Linked DNA regions of Mus musculus: region 1 is linked to region 2. Evidence: chromatin contacts called from public HiChIP or PLAC-seq data. All regions are on one chromosome and are shown on one strand. Each heading gives the region's core, a stretch centred on a gene start, on an enhancer-like site or on the middle of the called end of the contact. The rest is flanking DNA. Distances are from core to core; before and after follow the strand shown. Region 1 overlaps Thsd4 (thrombospondin, type I, domain containing 4). Region 2 overlaps Thsd4 (thrombospondin, type I, domain containing 4).

The links. HiChIP or PLAC-seq counts read pairs in DNA pulled down with a chosen protein or histone mark.
Region 1: a FOXA1 HiChIP or PLAC-seq map of pancreatic cancer cells shows a contact between it and region 2. The contact joins two enhancer-like sites. A contact is called at or near these places in 1 of 39 promoter capture datasets (embryonic stem cells), 3 of 484 Hi-C or Micro-C datasets (the G1E-ER4 cell line, liver and uterus), 1 of 115 datasets of contacts at active chromatin or transcription factors (pancreatic cancer cells) and 3 of 9 other capture datasets (adipose tissue, macrophages and pancreatic islet).

The regions. Positions count from the first base shown.
Region 1 is chr9:60,502,320-60,508,209 of GRCm38.p6, forward strand. All of the region lies in intron 1 of Thsd4 (thrombospondin, type I, domain containing 4), which reads right to left. Among named protein-coding and RNA genes, the nearest start is that of Thsd4, 5.8 kb to the right of the region's middle. Within about 2 kb of position 2,467, at least 50 of the 459 cell types and tissues checked have an H3K27ac peak or open chromatin away from gene starts, as enhancers often do. A contact at or near this core is called in pancreatic cancer cells, where this site is marked.
Region 2 is chr9:60,348,341-60,354,428 of GRCm38.p6, forward strand. All of the region lies in intron 6 of Thsd4 (thrombospondin, type I, domain containing 4), which reads right to left. Among named protein-coding and RNA genes, the nearest start is that of 2010001M07Rik, 17 kb to the left of the region's middle. Within about 2 kb of position 4,596, at least 21 of the 459 cell types and tissues checked have an H3K27ac peak or open chromatin away from gene starts, as enhancers often do. A contact at or near this core is called in pancreatic cancer cells, where this site is marked.

The DNA.
Region 1 (5,890 bases), core at 1,217-3,716, 150 kb after region 2:
AGCCCCTCAAGTCAATACCAGAAGGGCCAAACTCCAGGTCCCTGTTCTCCACCTCTTGGCCCTCCTCCCACACAAATGCCTGGAACACACACAACGTAAGGCAAACACCCAAGCAAACAAAGGGCACAAAGGAAGTGACTCATAAGCAAAGAACCAGGGTCAAGGATTTTAGAAGGAGCCTGGCCATGTCCCAGCCACCCGTGTCTCCAAATATAGGGTAGCTGACGAAGACTGAAAACCATCTCTCACTAAGCACCTGATTTGGGGCGCAATGTGCTATCCAACCCATAAACAAACTGGGAAAGCAACATCTGGATAAGGGACGAGGCCTGGGGGAAAGGGCTGAAAATGATGAAAGCTTCCAGAGTTGTCATGGAGCTTAATATGTTTGGAATGGATGAACCTTGCCCTATAGAGAGGATGGGAAAATGGCAGAGGGCTGAGGACTGAGGGTCCAGTTGCGCCTGTGGCAAGCCACAAAGTAAAGACCAAGCTCTAGAGCTACTGGGAAGAGATGATACTGTTCCTTGAGGAGACATGGGTGTCCCCATACCCCAACAAAGAAACCACTATGGGTAGGAGGAAGCTTTGGCCGGAGAAGGGGAAAAGCTGCTAGAAATAATGCCCAAAAGCAGGAGGCAGAAAACGAGGCTTTGTTTCTTCAAGGGAGCCCTGCTTAAACAGAACAGGCTACCCTGAGCAGGCAGAAGAAGGCATAGCATTCTAGGCTGTCCAACCGGCAGCCCGCCGGCTACATGCAGCCAAGCACAGTTACAAATGCAGCCTAACACTCAATTATACATTTCTTTAAAACATTATAAGGATTCTTTGATTGATTGATTGATTGATTGATTGGAACTAGAGTTGCATCGTTCTCAATAGTGAACTTTGTAGACAACAACGTCCTACTGCAATGTCAAAAGGCTGGGCATGGCAGCAACAGTTAGCATTAACTGTTAACTAATAAAATAATGTGCAAACATGCCAGCTGAGAGGGAGGGGCACAGCCTCGAACCTTAAGAGAAGGAACTCTTGTCTTTGAACAGGTATCAGACACCATCTGCCTACACTTGCTCCTAGAGAGTTAGGAAGGTCTCTAAAGGCAACAGATAGATATAGATACAGTCTCTAAAGGCAAGAGACTGTAATTACCGTTATAAACACCAGCATCCAGATACACTGCCTGGGAGAAGGCAGGGAGCAAGAAAAAGCTGGCTGGATGGATGGACGAGTGGCTGAATGATAAACATGATGTTCTTCTCTTACTGGGATGTGCACACATGTAGAAACCAGAGGTCTGTGTCAAATGTCTTCCTTAATTGCTAGCCACCTTATTTTTATCCCTTTTTTTCATGTTTCGTGTGTGTTGTTGTTGTCATTGTTGTTGTTGTTGTTCTCTTCTTCTTCTTCTTCTTCTTCTTCTTCTTCTTCTTCTTCTTCTTCTTCCTCTTCCTCTTCCTCCTCCTCCTCCTCCTCTTCCTCCTCCTCTACATCTTTATGCACAGGCATAGATAAGTGGAATCATGTTTGATCAGTTTCCCTTTTCACTGGGGCAGGGACTCTCTATCAAACGCAGAGCTTTCCAATATGACTAGTCTTGCTAGCCAGCTTGCTCTGGAGAACCCAGCTCTGCCTCCAAAGGCTGGAATTACAAGCAGATACCACACCCCCTTGTTGTTTCACATGGGTTTCTATGGACCCAAATTCCCATCTTCTGGCCTGTATGTCTAGTATTTAACAGCCAAGCAAGCCATCTATCTGTCCAGCCCTTCACCTCATTTTTTGAGATAAGACCTGCCACTGAGCTTTGCCGCTGTCCTGTTTGGCGACATTGGCTGGCCAGCAAGCTCCGGGAATCCACCTGTCTCCACCTCAGCAGTGCTGGGATTACAGATCCCTCATCTGTCTTTTTCTGTGAGTGCCGGGGAACTGAACTCGCGTCTTCGTTCTTGCCAGCTCCCCAGCCAGAGCTTTACACAGCAGAGGGCAGGACTCTCTCCTTTCTCTGGAGATGCTGCCACGCATGTTCAGCAGATATTCACAGAGAGGCCTGGGAGTAGGCAGACAGACTAACCACTGCAGATACAGACAGACGCTGCTGCCTCTGTAGAGGCTCTGACCTCTCAAATCTTCTCCAGGCAGTCAGGAACCCACACAGCCCTTTCAGGAAATCCAGCCCCAGGCCACAGGGTGTCCACTGAAACTGACCTTGGGGCCTCCCCTGACCTTGTCACATCCCCAGCTTCTTCTCCCCTGGATGGAGGACAGCCAGAGGAATGTTCCCCGACCAATTTGTCCTTGGCTGATGGTCTTTCCTCCCACCGTGTCACGTCATAGGGCCCAGCCCTTTTTTTTCCTCTTGTCACTCAGCCACAAAACTCATTTCTTCCCATGGATCCCCCATACTGCAGAACGACTAGCTCACCCTGAGCAACGAGGAAACACACAGAATGTGAGTCAGGAAAAAAATGTGGCAATACATTCAAACACTCTGGCTCCTAGCAAGTAAAGCTCGCCACCGGCTTTGTTCTCCATCAAGGGAAAGCACCCTGGCAGCTCCTTCCTCACCTGGAGAAAGTTGGTGACCGCACAGACAGCATCACCTTCACGGTCATTAACACTGCTGTGGATTTATGTTTGTTTTCAACCCTAAAAGGAAAAAGTGTCTCCCAGGTAACTAGGGAAAATATTCAAGTGTCGAAATAATCAGGCAGGAAGGCAGGCAGGATGTTTCAAATGCATGAGCCATGTGTGCCGGCCTCTGGAGCATTGCCTTGTTCAGCGTCAGAAGACGTATCAGATCAAAGGGGAGGGACTTTCTCCTCTGGCTTCATCATCTGCCTGACCACAGAAGTCCATCAGCTTTGTGACATTGTTTCAGTCTAAATCTCATAAAAGGAACTCCAGTTCAGCTGCTGTCACAGTGTATTGTTACCATTAAGACTTCCTCCTCTTTTCTGAGTTGGTGCTTGGCACAGCGCTCATGCACAGCAGGTACCCATTTGGGTGACATCCAAGGCTAGCACTCTACCTCACCAGGAGGGTCTTCTCTTCAAGGTAGGCTGCCAGCAGGGGATCTGAACAGCAGTGGTGGTCTGTAGTAGCAAACACTACATGTTTCTAAGTGCTTCAGAGATGTGTAGTTCTAAAGCCCTGAACACCCAGGAAATAGTTGGGTCACAGGTAACCCTCCCTAGGATTCAGACACCTAGAGGCTGACGAATCCAGCTGTTCCCCCAAATCAGTTACAACTTCTCCAAGAATCCTCTTCCATGAACAGACTATACTGCCTGGCTTGGGGCTATCAAAGGAAAAAGAGCAGACTGCTTCTGCCCAGCTCTGCATGGGACCTGCAACTTTTCCAACGGGCTGTCCTGAGCTTCAACAGTGAGCTATACCATTCCTAACACCTACGTTAGGACGATCTGGCCAAAAGCAAGGTAACCCTGGGACAAGGAGAGTGTCAGCTCAGACCATCTTCCCCTTCTTCTGACTTAGGGTCTTAGCCTGCCTTTTCTTCATTAGAATCTATGTCCCATTACCTATAATGCCTTTGTCATTCTGCAGAGCATCTGTGTCCATACACACACACACACACACACACACACACACACACACACACACACCCCAGGGAAGGAGGGTTCACGTATGTGTTAACAATACAAGAACAAATTCCTAGAGAGCAAGTGACATGACATGCTCACTCACAAGTGGACCTGGTGAAACTTCAGAGCTGAGTTATGGATAACATGGTTTTTCTATTAGAAAAAAAAACCCATGTATACAAAATTATGCATGTTCCTGGGTACCAATCCCTATCCCCATTAAAAAAAAAAAAAAGCACATTAAGAAAAGCCAAAAACCTATAGAAAAAAAATGTAAATAGAAGAGTGCTAATTATTTACTGTCTCATAATCTAATGTCAAACGGCTCTGAAGCCTCCCCCGGCACTCAGCATCAACTGTACATTCCCCAAAGGCCTGATGGCCAACATTCTCCGCTGCACAGCACCCAGGCTGCAGCTGGGCTCCAGCCAGGGGAGGTGTAAGCTGTGCTCTGCCCAACTCACTGCCTGCCAGCTCTGGTCTTGAGTCTAGGATCTTTCCCCAGTTCCCTGCACGCCTGCTCGTGAGCATGAGCCATAAATTAGCTGGGTCCACTTTCTGCCCTTGGTACTTCCAAGTGTCAGGGGGATGAATTTGCCTTTTCCTGCTCTGCCCTGAGGCCTACACCACCAGGTTTGTATTACATCCATCTTTCTTTTCTCTTTCTTTCTTTCTTCCTTTCTTCCTTCCTTCCTTCCTTTCTTTTCTTTTCTTTCTTTCTTTCTTTCTTTCTTTCTTTCTTTCTTTCTTTCTTTCTTTTTTAAAGCAACAGAAATCTGGTCAATGATTTGTAGCAACCACAGCTGCAGCCTGTGTGCTGGAAGCTCTGACTGGCCCTTCAGAGAGAAGCAGAAATTGAGCACCTTAGACTTATGTTCTTGACAGGATCCATGACAGGCCAGCATTAGGTCAAGCTGGAATCAGGTATGGTGATTAAAAGATTAAGTCAATACCAAAGAGATGCCCAGCACATAAACTAAGGTGGCTTCTAAGGAAACTGAGCTCAAGCAAAACTATGAAGGGAAATTGAGCTTCGGAAGAAGAAAGCTGTTAACAGACCCGTCACTTGAACCCCATCAGCACTGCGGGGACTCCATTCACATCTGTCTCCCTTTCCTGGCTCACTCTAGCAGACACTGGAAAAATTGCTAGCAATAGCACAAGCACCACAAACTCTGACCGGTGTTCTCTCATCCTGACCTCTGTGACCGGGGGTCACATTGAGCTCCCGGGAGCCCCACATCTCACAACCTATCCGCCCATCAGCTTCTAGTTTCCTCCTGTCGATGGCTATTTCCGTGCAATGTGCACCAGCTGTACATTCAGCCCTGTATGTTAGTAGGGGCGTCACCGTGTCTCCAGAGACTGGAGCTCAGTGTTCACCCAGCCTTCTGTGAACCTCACTCCCTGTGTGTCAGGCTCAATCTTTTGCCAACTCTTTTCCTCCGCATTCTTTCTCCCATAACCTCTCCTGTGCAGTTTCCACCTGGCCTCATCCAACCCGCCAGTCATTCAACTGCAGTCCTCGTTTCTCCAACTTCCCCCACACACCTTTCTCAGAGACCAAGTGGGGAGCTCAAGTGATGACTCATGGGTAAAACAGTGGCTACACAAGTATGCAGATGAAAATGTGACCCCTAGGAACCCCCATAAACAGAGGCCAGGCACACACCTGCAATCCCAGCATTTGGGAGGTGGAGACAGGGAATCAATCCCCGAGAAAGCTGACTACCTAGACTAGCACAATCTGTGTGTCCCAGGTACACCGAGAAACCTGGCTGAGCAAGGAGAGTGGAACAAGAGAGGAAAGCATTCAGCACTAACCACTGACCTACACACACACACACACACACACACACACACACACACACAGGTGCACGGGCGCACGCACACGCGCAATCACAGATGAACAGGGATACCCGTCACTGTGATCCAAGTACCTCTCTCCAATCACACCACTCCCTCGCTACCCCTCCAGCTCCTCCTCCTTTATTCCTCTTCAAAATCAGTTTTCAGAAGTTTGACCGTGACCTTGTAATCTCAGCACTTAGGAAGCTGCAGTAAGACAACAGCAAGCCAGAGGCTAGCCTGGGCTACCCAGCAAGAGATTGTCCCCCAAATCGAAAGTTGACTGTTATGGGTCTTGGTGCTAGACTTCTGTGAGTTGAGGTTGCGTCTTATGCTACATCTGAAAACCTTTTTGGGAATGACTGCATCCGGGAAGCCTCTGGCCCTGTCTACTCTCTTCTCTCCTGGGACTGCACAAGCACAGACTTCGGATCTTT
Region 2 (6,088 bases), core at 3,346-5,845:
CTGTCTCTCTAATCTGTGTATTTCAGGTTTTGTTTTAGTTTGAGGATCTAGGAAGACAATGTGCAATGGAGAAAGAACACATCGATTCTTGGGAATCTAAAACTTTTGCACAATGAGCAGCAGCATCTATGAAGGAGGTGGGAGGGTTTTCAGAGCATCTGAGTCCCTCCACCAGATGTGGGGCCCCATAGCTTTCCTGCCTCCCCTTTAATCTGATCTGGGTATTAGTCCTGCAGAGTTAGGATCCGGGCACCAGCACAGGGAGAATCCGAGGTCCACAGCACTTAAATACGCGTCTAAGGTAAAGCCTGAGCACGAGAAGACTCTGTGGGTTTTTTGAGTTTTTTACTTGTGCTCTTCCAGAGAGTCAGATAGAAACTATGGAGGAGGAATGTCCTCAATTGCCTGGATGTAAGGATTGGGCTGAGTCTCTACACTTTCTCAACACAGGAACTCCACCCTAGGGCGTTGCTGATGGGCTGAGCAATTTACCTGTTGATGACATAGAGGGTCCCTGAGAAACCTCAGTCAAAAAAATGATCTCAACTGCAATCCACTTGCAGAGCCTCCTGGGGTCTCATTCAGAGACCTTGTCCTAAGGAAGTACACCAACAATCAGGGTTGGTAATGAAGACAGGAAAGGCAGAGCTGGGTACTTTCCTGAAGAGGGACCCTCGGCTGAGGGTTCTGAGCAGCCATAAAGCTCCAGAAAAGGAGGAAAATATTCAGGGGAGCCTTTGATAGAAGAAATGAAGTCTCATCATATTAAACAGAGAGAGGAAGAGAAGGAGGGAGGGAGGGAGGGAGGGAGAGAGAGAGAATGAATATACATACATGTGTGGCTTTTATGGCATACACAGCTGATTCCCTGGGCAAGTAATAATCCTTGTGCTATTGAATATTGCAGAAGAACAGAGTTGCTAATTAACAGAGAAGAACAAAGAGCACTAAAGATTCATAGTTAAAACTGGCTAAAAGTTGATAATTATGAAGCAGAGTAGGAACATGGAAAGGTTAGGCATAGATCAGTAGGAGTAGAATGGAGTCTGTGGCCAAGTGCTTTGGGACAAAGGTGCCAAGATTATTCAAAGGGAAAGAATATTCTCTTAACATATGATGCTGAGACAATTGAGCAGCTACATGCGTTTGGGTCCTTACCTCATGCCACATATGAAAGCGAACTCAACATAATCAAAGACATAAATTTAAGCATTGAAACTGTAAAATTCTTGGAAGAAAACATAGGGTAAATCTTTACAGCCTGGGACTTGGCAGTGGGATGTGAGACCAGGACTTCAAAAGCATAGGCAACAAAAGAGAAATGAACTGGCTATCATGATAATCAATACTGCCAAAGGACATTATCAACAAAGTGAAAAGACCGTAGAGGGGATGTTTGAAAGTCCTATAAGGGTCAAATAATCAGAATATCATTCCAGATTAATGATGACCACATTCATGATGGCAATGTCCTAACTCCTTTTCCCGTCGCTGTAAAAAAGTTCCTGACAGAGGGCCTTACAGAAAGGGTCTGTTCTGGCTCACAGTCTGAGGATACAGTACATCCTGCCATGGAAGGCACGAGGGCAGGAGCATCAAACAGCTGCCTGCATTGTGTCTTGCAGTTAGGAAGCAGAGAGAGATAAACGCTAGGGCTCAACCCACTTCTTTCTTTTATTGAGTTTGGAGCCCAGCCCACACTGGCACCAACCACATTTGAAGTGGGAAGTGGGTCTTCTCTCCACTATGAACTCAATCTAGAAAGCCCCTTGCACACACATATTTGGAAGGTTGTCTCCCAGGTAAATCCAGATCCTGTCAAAATGACAATATTAACTATCATAGTAGTCCCTAATGGTGATATTGTCAGGTAGATGGTAGTAGAACAACCTTTAATCCCAGTACTTGGGAGAAAGAGGCAGATGGATCTCTGTGAGTTAGGGGCCAGCTGGTCTACGGAGTGAGTTCTAGGTGAACCAGGGCTACACAGAGAAACCCTGTTCACCCCCAAAAAATGCCTAGTGATAGCTTTTGTAAGGTTCACACATTGGCAAAATCCTCAGAGTATCCCTATTAGTAAGCAACACAGAAGTCCAAATGGGCCAATGATTTGAACAGACATCTCTGCAATAAGATAAACCAATGGCCAACAAACACATGAAAAGACATACTTTCAAGCAATGCCAATCCAAATGATATTGACATTCCCCTACATACCCACTAGGGTAGCTATATGTTTTTTAATCCTTTGCTCATATATGACATTCTGACTTCAGCCTCCCCTCCCTCCCCCTACAATATATTCTTTTAAGAAGCCCATGCTTATAATCCCCAAACTTCTGGATTATTAGCAGGAGAATCAGTAGTAGAAGATCAGCCTGATCCATATAGCAAGACCCCACTGAAAAAAGGAGAGTAGGAAGGAGAGGAAGAAAAGAGAGGGCACAAAGTAGGGAAGAAATTTATTAATTTTATGTCATATGAGCTTCAACTCCTTAAAAAAAAAAGCTATACGTGTGCCCAGCGACATGTATCCAGAGATACATGTCCCAATGATACATGTCCAGTGACAAAGATGCATGACAGCAGAAGAGGACATGGTACATGGCCAAGTGAGAAGAAAGACCAGGTCCTATTGCAGTCACATTTTATAGGTCACCTCACTGAATCCTCACCAGACCCCTGATGTCACTATTATCAACTATACTGCTGGGGGGGGGGGAGTCTCAGAGCTATTAAGAACCTACTCACAGCTAATAAATGACAGAGGTTGGGACAAGCTTGCTCCAAAGTAACAGCAACTTAAGATCATTGCTTACAGGAACACGATATTTTCCGATGCACTGAAAACTAGCCCCTTGGTTTTACAGCACTTTTACAATGTGATAACACATAAAAACCTGTGATAAAGTTTTATGTGGACGAAGCCAGGGACGCTGAGCCCTGGCCTGGTCTGTGGATAATACAGGGCAGGTGCTACACAGATTTACACAGGCTGCCTGGAGCAGCCTTGGGCCATAACTGCTCTTCTGGTCCCAAGGCAAATACTGAGACAGACCTGGCAAAAGCCTGAGTCTTGCCCTAGGGGTACAAACTAACAGGGACAATTGGCTTCAGGAAGGCTTCAGAGGTGACCCAATCCAAGTGAGTTCAGACACGTCTACTACCAGATGGGTCTGAATCACCTGGAGGCTTGTTAAACGCAGATTCCTGGGTCCCACTCCAGACCCTAGGGGAGGAGGGCCCAGTAATGAGAATTTTTAAAGGTTCCCTGAGGAGATAAGCCCTTATGTACTGTTTGTGGGAATGTAAAATGGTACAGACATGTTGGGAATTTTCCTCAAAAAATTAAACACAGAGTTACCAGATGACGCAGCCATTCTACTTTTGGGTGTCTACTCAGGAGAAATGAAAACAACGTGTCCTCACAAAGACATGCGGGTGGATATTCTTAGCAGGTTTATTCATTGTTTGCAAAGTGCATCATGTGGATCAACACCAAAGTTATGAATGAATAGACAAATGTGTATATTTCTACAATGGAAAATCAGAATGAACTGTAGACACGCTCCATGAACCGAATTATACTAAAGAAGCCAAATGCAAAAGATCTGTACTGATGGACTGTACTTATATAAAATGTCCAGAGGATGTAACTCTATAGAAAGAGCATATGTTTTACTTGTCACCTTGGAGCCAGGAACAGGAGATGCTCAAGAGTACACAAGGACCTTGACTAACATAATCATTACGTTCTAAAACTCATCTCATCTATGGTGAAGGGTGCTCCAGACTTGACTTTAAAAAAAAATCCCTGAATTGTATACTTGAAATGTATACTTTTATGAGGTCTAAATTATACCTCAGAGTTGTCAGTATGTTTTTTTAAGTCCCTCCAACTTGCTAAGATCTAGAAGATACCTAGGAAACAGACAGGACATGTCTATCAGGGAGTTCCTTGATGGGATTCATTAAGCCAGGAAGGTCCATCCTAAATATAGGCAATACCTTCCATAGCTTTAGGTTCTGGTCTGAAGAAAAGAGAGAAAGGAAGACTGCTAGTGTGACCAGCTCCCCGCAAGTTCCTGCCACTGTGACCTTCCCACTGGGATGGCTTGGAACTCTCTGAACTGAGTCAGAACAAACCCTTCCTTTGTTAAGTTGCTTTTGTCTGGTAGCAGAGGTCTCAGCCATGAGGACAGTAACTATTGCCTGTCCCAGCAGATTTGAGAATGAATAAATTCCAGTGTGCATATCTGATGTGGAGGGAACCGCAGCCCAGAGAAGGAAGTGATTCACTCGGTGTTAGAGAGTGTATTTACAGAGCCAGAAGACCATGGATCTAAATCCATGGAAAACATAGTTCTGAGGAGTGGGTGGCCCTCAGAAATCAAAGAGGATCGGCCACCAGTCCCAAGGAATGAATCCCTATCCGTCCCCCTTTTCCTGGAAATAGCAGGAAGTTGTCTTGTTTTGCTTGAGTGATCCAGGAAAGGGCTGAGGAAGCTGCTGTAGGGTGGTGAAGGAACTAGGGACCTTGGATTCTCAAGGAGGCATGTGGCCCTGACAGTCCATGGTGGCTCTGGATCGGTCACCTCACCGTAGTCTCATCTTGTTGATTGGTCTATAAAAGCAGCAATAACACCAGGCTCCTGGGGTCACAGCAGAACCAGGAAGGAAGACATTAAATAACCAGGCAAGAGATGATTCCAGAAGATCTCCTCACTGACTAATGTAAACCCTCAACCACCCAGTTCTATCTGTTTATCTATCTGTTATCCCAAAAGCATATGTCCCTTCCTGTCTATGAGGCCCTCATTTTCCCTGACTCACACATAGCTTGTTTGCCCACGCCAATGGGTCCCCACCTCCACCTGATGTAAGTTCCAAGGTGCCATAAAACTCGGGAAAGGTGGGAACAGGATTGTACTTGTTGCAAATATAGAAGCCTCGGAATAAGAATATATGTTTAAAAATAACAACCTTCCAAGTAGCCACCAATGCATCAAATCCTGGATTGGGTGTGGTGTTATTACAAGACCAAGAGAATGTAAAACATCCTATAATATAGTTTAGCTAGAAATCATTGCCAAGGGAAAGAAATCTGTCTTCTATCTAAGAGGAATGTTTGATAATTGTTTGGGCCTTGGATAAACTCAGGCTATACATTTTAGGCCAGGCATTTACATTAGGAACTAATCACAAAAACCCCATGTGAATATAGACATGGTGGGGCAAGAAGCACAGGCTATAAGAATAGTCAAAGTGGCTTCTATAGTCAGTGTAGCAGCCTGTGCTTGGTTGGTGTTCATTTAGATGAAGATGTGGATATGGCCACTGAACTGAAGCTGAGTGGATTCTCAGCCGTCTGATGTCAGAAGGCATGGGTGAAAAGGGACCATCCAACCCAGCATGCTCAGGCCTTACCTTGCTTACTCTGTTAGATGCAAGAGCAATCTGACTTCTGAAGGGACTCTGTGTATGTTATTCACAGTTACTGAGCTCAAGGGTGATAACCATTAGGTGGTCCCCATAAAAGGTCACTTGGAACTGAAAAGAAGACAGAAGAAACAGAAGCTTGACTCACAAACCTGAGCAGACTTAGGCGCCGGGAAGGAAAGCTAGGCTTAAGAGAGAGAGGCGATAAAGACAAGAGGGATACCTACAGGGAGAAGGCAGGTGGTGAAACTACTGTGGCTAGGAAAACATAGAGATCCCTGTCCACCAAAGAATACAAAGATGGGCAAACAAACATGGGAGGCCAGAACAACAAAGACAGCAAGCAGCACATGTGTTCCAAGTACCCCAGCCCTAGATTCCTGGTGGCCCCGGGACCCCCCAGGCAGCAACTCCCCAGGCCTGCAATGCAAGCTTAGATTATTTTTTCCTCTTTTGGTTAAATATGCTTCCTTCTTTTCCCCAAAGCCCTAAGAAATGGTCAACTAAAGAAACGTAAGATGCTTCAGCTCACAGAAGCAAAGGGGGGTGGGTGGGGGAGGAGAAAGAAAAACAGGAGGTATCTATGAAGAAAAAGGTTTCGCCATCATCAATCTTGATGACAAGTGAGCGAAAGAGCCGTAATAAAGTC